Linked DNA regions of Macaca mulatta: region 1 is linked to region 2. The links are chromatin contacts, called in public Hi-C maps. All regions are on one chromosome and are shown on one strand. The core of a region is the stretch at or near the end of the contact, and the rest is flanking DNA. Distances in the headings are between cores, read along the strand shown.

Region 1 (4,386 bases), core at 1,110-3,609, 130 kb before region 2:
CAGACCAACCACCCAACTCCAGATTCCAGACCAAACGCACGGGGCACTGGAGCCGGGGCTGGAACCCTCCCACCCAACTCCAGATTCCAGACCAAGGGTAGTGTGCCCCTTCGGAACAGCAAGGCGCTCTCCAGCCAACGCAGCAGCGCTGGGGGGTGGCCCCCGGGGTCGGCACAAGGTCAGAGGAGCGTCACGGAGAAGCAAAGTGAGAAGTGCCTACCTTTGTACCAACGGCTATATCTGGGACAATGCTGTAGAGAGAGAGAAAGGAGACAACGTTAGCCCGGTGGCCGCTCAGCAGCAGGCGCGCCCGGCTGTCCCGGGGCCAGGAGAGCCCGCAGGACCCTGCAGCCGCCACCTCCGCGGGGCTCCCTCTGGCTGCGCGAGGCCCCGCTAGAGAAAGCTCAGAAGGGCAGGGAAGTGAGCCGTCCACTTGACTGCAACTTGAAAAGGGGCCACCATTGTCCTGCGGCGCCCCTCCCTCCCAGCAGGACCCTAGGCCCCACCTCTGGACCAGGCTCCACAAGTCCCAAGACAAAGACACGCCCCTCGGAAGCCCCAAGGATGCTAGACGCCGCTGAGAGGGTTCGAGGGCCGCTGTGTGCTTTCCAGAAAGTTGGAAACGCCTGAGAAAGGCTGAAGCCGGCAAACTCCCAGGGCTGGGCCAGAGCTTCCGCCCGGATGGGGGTGGCCCCCCCAAGAGGGTGCCTCTCATCAGAGTGGAGCCCCATCCACCGAGGGCGGGTGGCGGCCGTAGGAACCGTCCATAAAAATAAAAATGAACAGACCAACCAGAACACAGCCTCAGTTACTGATCAACCCGAGCCCTGCCCGACCCGACTCTCCCTCCTCGGGACACCTCGGGGGGAAGGTGGGAAGAAAGCTGGGCGGCCCGAGGCCCCCCCTTCAGCCCCGGCCAGCTCCCGACCCAACAGGGAGCTCCCCACGGCGCCACTGCAACTCCCGGCGGGGGCCTCAGTGACTCGGAGCGCGCGTCGGAAGGAAGCGCAGCCCCCGGACCTGCCTCACTCCGGGAGGCGAGTGCGCGGCCCCAAGCCCGCGGCGCCGGGACGAGAGCGGGAAGCCCCGGCTCGCCGTCTGCAGGACCCACCTGCCCCGACGCATGCCAAGGGCTCCAGACCCACTCTAGGGCCGCGCCTCCTCGCTGTGACACCACGGACTGCACGGAGCACGTCCTAACAGACTTTTAAATGTAACTGGGCCCAAGAAAAACTTCTCAGGAAAACGGAAAGAATGCGAAGCATCTCCCGCCTCTCCCGCTTCCTATTCCCAAGGAGGGCCTCGCGCAGGAAGCGCTCGGCGGGACACGGCCTTTCTGGAGGGGCTCCCACCCCTCCCAGGGGAAGCCCGCCCCGCAAAGCCGCCCGGAAAGGCTGCCGCAGCCAGAGAGCCGGAAAGGCCCTCCCCATGACGGCGCCCGCGGGGGTCCCTGGAGAGGACCCTCCGACCCCGGGGAGGCCGCCTCTCTCCTGAGATCGCCGAAACCCTTGGCCACGGCCCAGGGCGCACGGGGGGCAGGGCGGGGAGCGCAGACCCTCCAGCCCGCGGCGAGGCCCCGGCGCCGGCTTTCCCTCCCGGCGGCCGCCCTAGCCCCGCCTGCGCTTCCGGGGCTGCGCCGGGGGCAGAGTCCGGGAGGCGGGAAAGGCGCGCGCCCCCGACGGCAGCCGCGCACGCGCGCTGGGGCCAACGGGGACGCGCGACGGGCTACGCAGGCGCACGAGGAGCGCGGACGGGAGGCGGGAAGGGCCATCCAAGCGGGCGCGCAAGGGCCGGACGGGAAGCGGGAAGGGCCGCGCGCCGCCGAGGCGGGGCAAAGGCGAAGTGCGGGGCCGCGCGCGGAGGGGGAGGGGCGCGGGAGGCCGCGTGCGCTCGGGACGGGGCGCGCGGGGGCCGGAAGCGGGCCGGGCGGGGGACGGGAACGGGGACGCGGCCAGATCCCCGGGAAACCCCTGGCCCGCCCCGAGCCCGCGCCCGCCACGCGGAGAGGAAGGGGAGAGCCCGCCGCCCCTCCCGCCCGGGCGGCGGCGAGATCGGCGCCGGGGAGGCCGGCGCGGCGGCGGGGGCAGGGCTGCAGCGCGGGGAGGGCGGCGGGGCGCGGGGCGAGGTGCGACTCACCCGTCCATGGCACACAGAGCAGACCCGCGGGGGACGGAGTGGAGGCGCCGGAATAGCAGGAACCGACCCAACGGCTCCGAGTTATAGACTCACAAAATGGCGGAGACGCCCGCACACGTCCCCCGCGCGCGCTGCCCATTGGCTCTCGCCGCAGCCCGGGGGCGGGGAGAGCCCCGCGGGCCCCCGCCAGCGGCTCCCACTGGCCAGAATGTCTCCCGGGGGCGGGACTCAGAGGAATCGAAGGCGCCTATTGGCGGAGGCGGTCATTCGTCAAGGCCGAAGGCGGAAACGGCCTATGGAGTCGGGGGAGGGAGAGAAAGTGGGCGCACGTGACGGCGTCTGAGCCAGTGAGCAAGCCGCCGTCTGGCGCGTGGCTTTGCGGGAGACGCCATCTTGAGATTGGGTACGTGGCGAGTCAGGCGGAGGGAAGCGTGCTTGGCCCAGGCTGCCGCCATCTTGCAAGTGGGCAGGACCCCCCGGCCTGGGCCATGAGGGCAAAGGGAGTCGCGTCGCCATCTTGGAGTCGGGCAGGAAACCCGCAGGGCTCCATGTTGCTTGTGGGCACATGGCCAAAAAGTCCGATTCAAACTGAGCGTTCACGTCTGGGTGATCGCGCGGGGAGGGAAAGGCCGCGTCGCGTCCCGGACTCGCCAGGGCTGTTTCCACAGTGGCCACAGAGACTGCGGACGCGCCATGATTCAGGGTCACCCCCGACCGTCCTTTGTTCGCCCGAAACAGCGAATCCCGACTGCGGGGATAGGGAAACTGAGTCCCGGGCCCCGCACAGTCCGCGGCCGCCAGCCTGCAGCTGGGGAAACTGAGGCCTGGACCTTGTATAGTCCGCCGCCAACGGCCTAAAGCTGGGGAAACTGAGGTCCGGGCCACACACAGTCGATGGCCTCCCCGCCTACAGCTGGGGAAACTGAGGCCCAGGCCCTGTACAGTCCGAGGCCGCCCACCTACAGCTAGGGAAACTGAGGCCCAAGCCACACACAGTCCACGGCCGCCCACTTACAGCTGGGGAAACTGAGGCCCAAGCCCCGTACAGTGCACAGCCCACCGACCTACAGCTAAGGAAACTGTGGCCTGGACCTTGTATAGTTCGAGGCTGCCACCCTACGGCTGGGGAAACAGGGCCGGGCCCAGCAGGGTCACCAGGAGGTTCCCTGCCTCACGGGCCACCATCCCAGCATCAGAAAACACCCCAAAGTATATGTTCCCGGGAGCGCTGATCGCATGAAGAGTCGGACAGAGCTGTAGGGATGCCCGTCAGGGAAGCCAGGTCAGCAGCTTGGGAGCCACCCCAGGGTGAGGGGATGACCCCAGCCCTCCACACCTGGAACCCAAACGGGGCTGTGGTTGAAAGCCTCAGACGGTGGGCATCCGGCTGGCGCAGTTCCCAGCCCGGAGTCCACGCTGCTCCCTAAATAGACTTAGTGAGATTTCGTCCATACTCAAAAGGGTTTTTCATTGGCAGCAACCTACGGAGGGAGAAGACATGACAATTCTCCTTTCCCCAAATCCAAACGAGCCCAGCGCCCTGCCCCTCCAGCGTGTTTCAGGCCGGGGCCTGGTGTGGGCCCAGGAGACTTGGAGCCCCGCCGGGCATCCGGAGCCAGAGGATTCCAGCCGGGATTAGGGGTGGCCGCCGAGCTCCGTGGCGAGGTCCTTTGGCCTGAACCAGCCGGTCAACGGAGACTCACCAAGAGCCGTCTGCAGCCCATCTGGGAGAAGCCCAGCGTGTTACTGTGGATTTGCTCCCCTGGAGACCCCCATCCTCACACCACCAGAGCAAGTCGCTGCTGTCTGTTCTTGGGGTGCCTGGGATGGGCCCCATCCTGAGCACAGACAGGGAGGGGCCAGGGGTCTGAGTGGCAGCTGGCAGTGGTAGAGACCAGCAGGTTCCAAGCCCCGGTCTAACCCATCGGAATTGTGTTAAAACCCACTTCCGATCGTGGCCCCACCAGGGCTCCTGTCTTGCTCCAAGTATAAGCCCAAGGCCACCCTTTACCCAGCAAGGCTCACATCACCAGCCACCCGTCCAGTTCCTTTTCTTATTTTTATTTTTTTTAAGACAGTGTCTGGCCGGGCTTGGTAGCTCACACCTGTAACCCCAGCACTCTGGGAGGCCAAGGCGGGTGGATCACATCTGAGGCCGGAGTTTAAGACCAGTCTGGCCAACATGGAGAAACCTTGTCTCTACTAAAAATACAAAAATTAGCCGGCTGTGGTGGTGCATTCCTGTAACCT
Region 2 (4,014 bases), core at 980-3,479:
TGCTCCTCCCCGGCCTGGGGTTTTCCTGGATTCCTAGGGACGGGGCCCGTGCGCTCTCTGGTGGTCAGAGCAGGAATGACTGGATTCTCGCTGCTGAAAAGACGGACAGGAAGGAGGCTCAAGCCCGTCCCCAACCTCCGACATTCAAAACCCTAAATGCAGGGCCGGGCGCGGTGGCTCACGCCTGTAATCCCAGCACTTTGGGAGGCCGAGGCGGGCGGATCACAAGGTCAGGAGATCGAGACCACGGTGAAACCCCGTCTCTACTAAAAATACAAAAAATTAGCCGGGCGCGGTTGTGGGCGCCTGTAGTCCCAGCTACTCGGGAGGCTGAGGTAGGAGGATGGCGTGAACCCGGGAGGCGGAGCTTGCAGTGAGCCGAGATCGCGCCACTGCACTCCAGCCTGGGCGACAGAGCGAGACTCCGTCTCAAAAAAAACAAAACAAAACAAAAACAAAAACAAAAAAAAACCTAAATGCAGGACGGGCTTGGTGATTCACGCCTGTAATGCCAGCACTTTGGGAGGCCGAGGCGGGCAGATCACCTGAGGTCAGGAGTTTGAGGTCAGCCTGGCCAACATGGCGAAATCCCTTCTTTACTAAAAATACAAAAATTAGCCAGGCGTGGTGGTGCCCGGCCTGTAATCCCAGCTACTGGGGAAGCTTAGGCAGGAGAATCACTTGAACCCGGGAGGCGGAGGTTGCAGTGAGCCGAGATCGTGCCATTGCACTCCAGCCTGGGCGACAGAGCCAGACTCCATCTCTAAAAACCAAACAACAACAAAACAAACAAACAAACAAAAAACCCTTCAATGCACAGGCTCCAACTCTTAATTCCTCAACAGTCTGGCTCCAATGCCTCACTTTGCAGGAAGTCCAACTCCAGTCAAATCCTGTTCATCCCTCAAAACCCTGGTTCCAATGTCCTTTCCCCTCGGAAGCCCTTTCTCTCTCCCGAGGCAGAGCTGGGGTCACCCCTGAGTCCCATACTCTGGTCCAATCTCATGGGGCCGGGGGTCTCTGCGTGCCTTCAGCATAGGGTCTGGTATGCAGTAGGTGCTCAATGAGCGTTGAGTGAATAAAGAAATACATGCATGAGGCCGGGTGCGGTGGCTCACGCCTGTAATCCCAGCACTTTGGGAGGCCGAGGTGGGCGGATCATGACTCAGGAGTTCGAGACCAGCCTGGCTAAATATAGTGAAACCCCGTTTCTACTAAAAATACAAAAATTAGCCAGTGTGATGGCACACACCTTTAGTCCCAGCTACTCGGGAGGCTGAGGCGGGAGAATCGCTTGAACCCAGGAGGTGGAGGTTGCAGTGAGCCGAGGCTGTGCCATTGCACTGCAGCCTGGGTGACAGAGTCAGACTCTGTATAAAAAAAAAAAAAAAAACAAATACATGCATGATTGGGCCAGAACGAACCTCAGACATGATCCTGGCCTGCGCTGGGTGTTGATACCGTGTCTACTGATTAAATTTGGAAGTGGGGGTTAGGTTTCCTGCCCTCTCCGCACCCGGGAGGCCCCTGGGCCGTCAGCCTCCGGAGCATCTTGGAAACAGGGCCACAAGCCACGGACCTCAGCCTCTATCTGACCCCACGGGTCCCAGCCAGGCCCAGGCAGCGCCCTGAGCCCCTGTCTGCCTGTATTCCGCAGCGCTGAGGGAATGCCTGCTGTGTGTCAGTCGCTGCTGTGGGTCCAACAATCCCTTCGCTGCGCAGCTGACCTGACGGTGCCACGGGGCAGGAGGGCAGCAGAGGAGCCCTTGTAAGCTGACATTTGAGCAAAGACCTGGAAGAAAGCCACGTGGGGGTTGGGGGAGCGCTGCACCGGGAGGGGGCGGGGAGAGGGCGCCTGGCGAGCCCCAGGAACAGTGGGGACAGTGGGCTGAAGCACCATGAAGGGAGAAGGCGATGAGGTAGGGAAGCACTGAGGGACACGAGGACCCTGGCAGCTTCGGGAGACTAGGAGGGCCTCGGCTCCATCTCGCGCAGGCCCCGCTCCTCGTCTCTTCCGCCGCCTGGACTTGGCCCCGCCCCCGTCGGAAGCCCCACCCCCGCTGGAACCCCGCCCCCGCCCGGAGCCCCGCCCAACGGCCGGGCCTATTTTGTCTCTCAGCGGCCACCGTCGCCCTGTCCGCGGCCGGCCGAGTGCGCAGCCTACGCCGCTCCCGCGTCCGCTCTCCGCCCCGCGTGCCGTGCGTGCCGTGCGTGAGCGTGCGCGGGCGCGTCGGCCGGCGAGGGAGCAGCAAACGGCCGGCGGCGGGCGCCGCGCGGGGGGCGGGCGGCGCGGAGTAGGCGGCGGCGGCCATGGCCGAGGCGTCGCCGCAGCCCGGACGGTACTTCTGCCACTGCTGCTCCGTGGAGATCGTCCCGCGCCTGCCGGTGAGGCCCGGGCCAGGGCGACGGGCGACAGGGTCTGTGCCACAGGCCTGAGGCAAGGCCGAGGCCGGGGCCGGGGTGGGGGTCGCTTGCGCGAGCTGGCCAAGATAGGGAAACTGAGGCTCGGGGCAGCGCCGGCCCAGGCTGGATCCGCGGGGAACCCGGGCGGTGCGGGCGCGAACCCCGTCCTGCACATGCGGGAAACTGAGGCCTGGGCGGGAGGCGGGGCCTGGCCGGAGCGGCGCAGCGGGATCGCGGCTGGGTGACCCCACATCCGCGGCGTTCCCGACCCGAGAGGCCGCGAGGATCCCAGGTGGGACCTCCGAGTCCGGTGAGCCTGGTTTTGCAAACGGAGAAACTGAGGCCTGGCGAGCAGAGAGAGGGTATTGCTCGGTGGCGCGGCGCAGGGCAGGGGCCAGGCCTGGCGGGGCCTGGAGGAGGGGATGGCGGGGCTCGGACCCCGAGAATAACGCCAGGGGACCCCCGCCGAGCGCGTGGTCTGGGGCGCCGGCGCCTCGCTGCAGGTTCGCCTTGTGGAGCCCTGGCCGCCGCCTTGGAGGCAGGCCCAGGCCCGGGAGGCTCCAGGCACCGTCCCGGGGTCCGAGCGCGGCCCGCCGGCGGGGCTTTGTGACCGGAGCCTGCGTTCTTCCCCTACCGGGGCTTGGCCGGGCAGCCCCCTCCTCCTCGAGGTGTTTACAGCCACCCCTCGCCCGGGAGGACCCTGGGCCTGGGCGTTCCGAGTGCTACTTCCTGCTCGTTCAGGGCAAGGTTCCCCACGCGGCCCTGATGTCACCTTGGGGGAGGTGGGAGCTGTGCTGGTCGGACGTGCTATTTCCAGGCCCCTTTTCCAGGGTTTCGGAGTCAGTCGGTGTGGAATGGGCTCAGCAGTCTGTATTTTTAATATTATTTTTAGGAACACGGTCTCCCTGTGTTGCCCAGGCTGGTCTTGAACCCCTGGGCTCAAGCGATCCTCCTGCCTCAGCTTCCCAAAGCGCTGGGATTACAGATGTGAGCCACCGTGGCCGGCGGTGGTCTGCATTTTTAACCCGTGTTCCCCTTCCCCAGGCTGACGTGGGAAGTGGTGATTTAGTCGAGCCACGCCTGCTTGATAGATGGGGAAACTGAGGCCTGTGGTGGCTCAGCAGGAAAGGGGCAGAGCCGGCTCAGTCCGGAGCCGCTTGACGAGCTTGAGGGGAGCAGCTGCAGGAGGTGGAGGGGTCTGGACTCCCCACCCCGTGCCCAGGGGAAGAGACTGCAGGCATTGAGGATTTACTGTGCTGTGTGCGTTGCCGCCTGGCTGTTGCTACGCTTTGACCCCTAAGGGGAGCCCAAGCCCCCAACAAGCAGTGCAGAGACCCAGGAAGGGGCTGGAGGGAGTCGGGAGAAGCCGCCTGGCTGGGGTCACAGAGGAGAAACGAGTGCTAGAGTGGGGCATGGCAGGACAGCGGTGCCAGGCCCAGAAGTGGAGAGAGAGGTGTGGTTTCCTCTCTACTGAAGCCACCGGGTTTCCCCTCCCCCGCAGGAGGAACAAATAAAGTGAAATCTCGGATGTGGGGTGAAGGCTCTGGGGCTGAGACTGAGCCTTGCCTTGCTCCTCTGTCTCCCAGGGGTCTCGCTCGCTTCCTGTCCCCA

Evidence for each region. A called contact is a pair of places that touch in the nucleus more often than the background predicts.
Region 1: a Hi-C map of fetal cortex germinal zone shows a contact between it and region 2, with 2.3 times the contacts expected there. The contact joins the promoter of PTBP1 here to the promoter of RNF126 in region 2. A contact is called at or near these places in 2 of 14 Hi-C or Micro-C datasets (fetal cortex germinal zone and liver).

The regions. Positions count from the first base shown.
Region 1 is chr19:1,448,697-1,453,082 of T2T-MMU8v2.0, reverse strand. PTBP1 (polypyrimidine tract binding protein 1) reads right to left here and starts at 2,359. Exons shown (of 13, transcript XM_077978778.1): 1 at 2,137-2,359. The coding sequence starts at 2,275.
Region 2 is chr19:1,316,367-1,320,380 of T2T-MMU8v2.0, reverse strand. RNF126 (ring finger protein 126) reads left to right here and starts at 2,229. Exons shown (of 9, transcript NM_001261265.1): 1 at 2,229-2,385. The coding sequence starts at 2,311. All of the region lies in intron 1 of PALM (paralemmin), which reads right to left.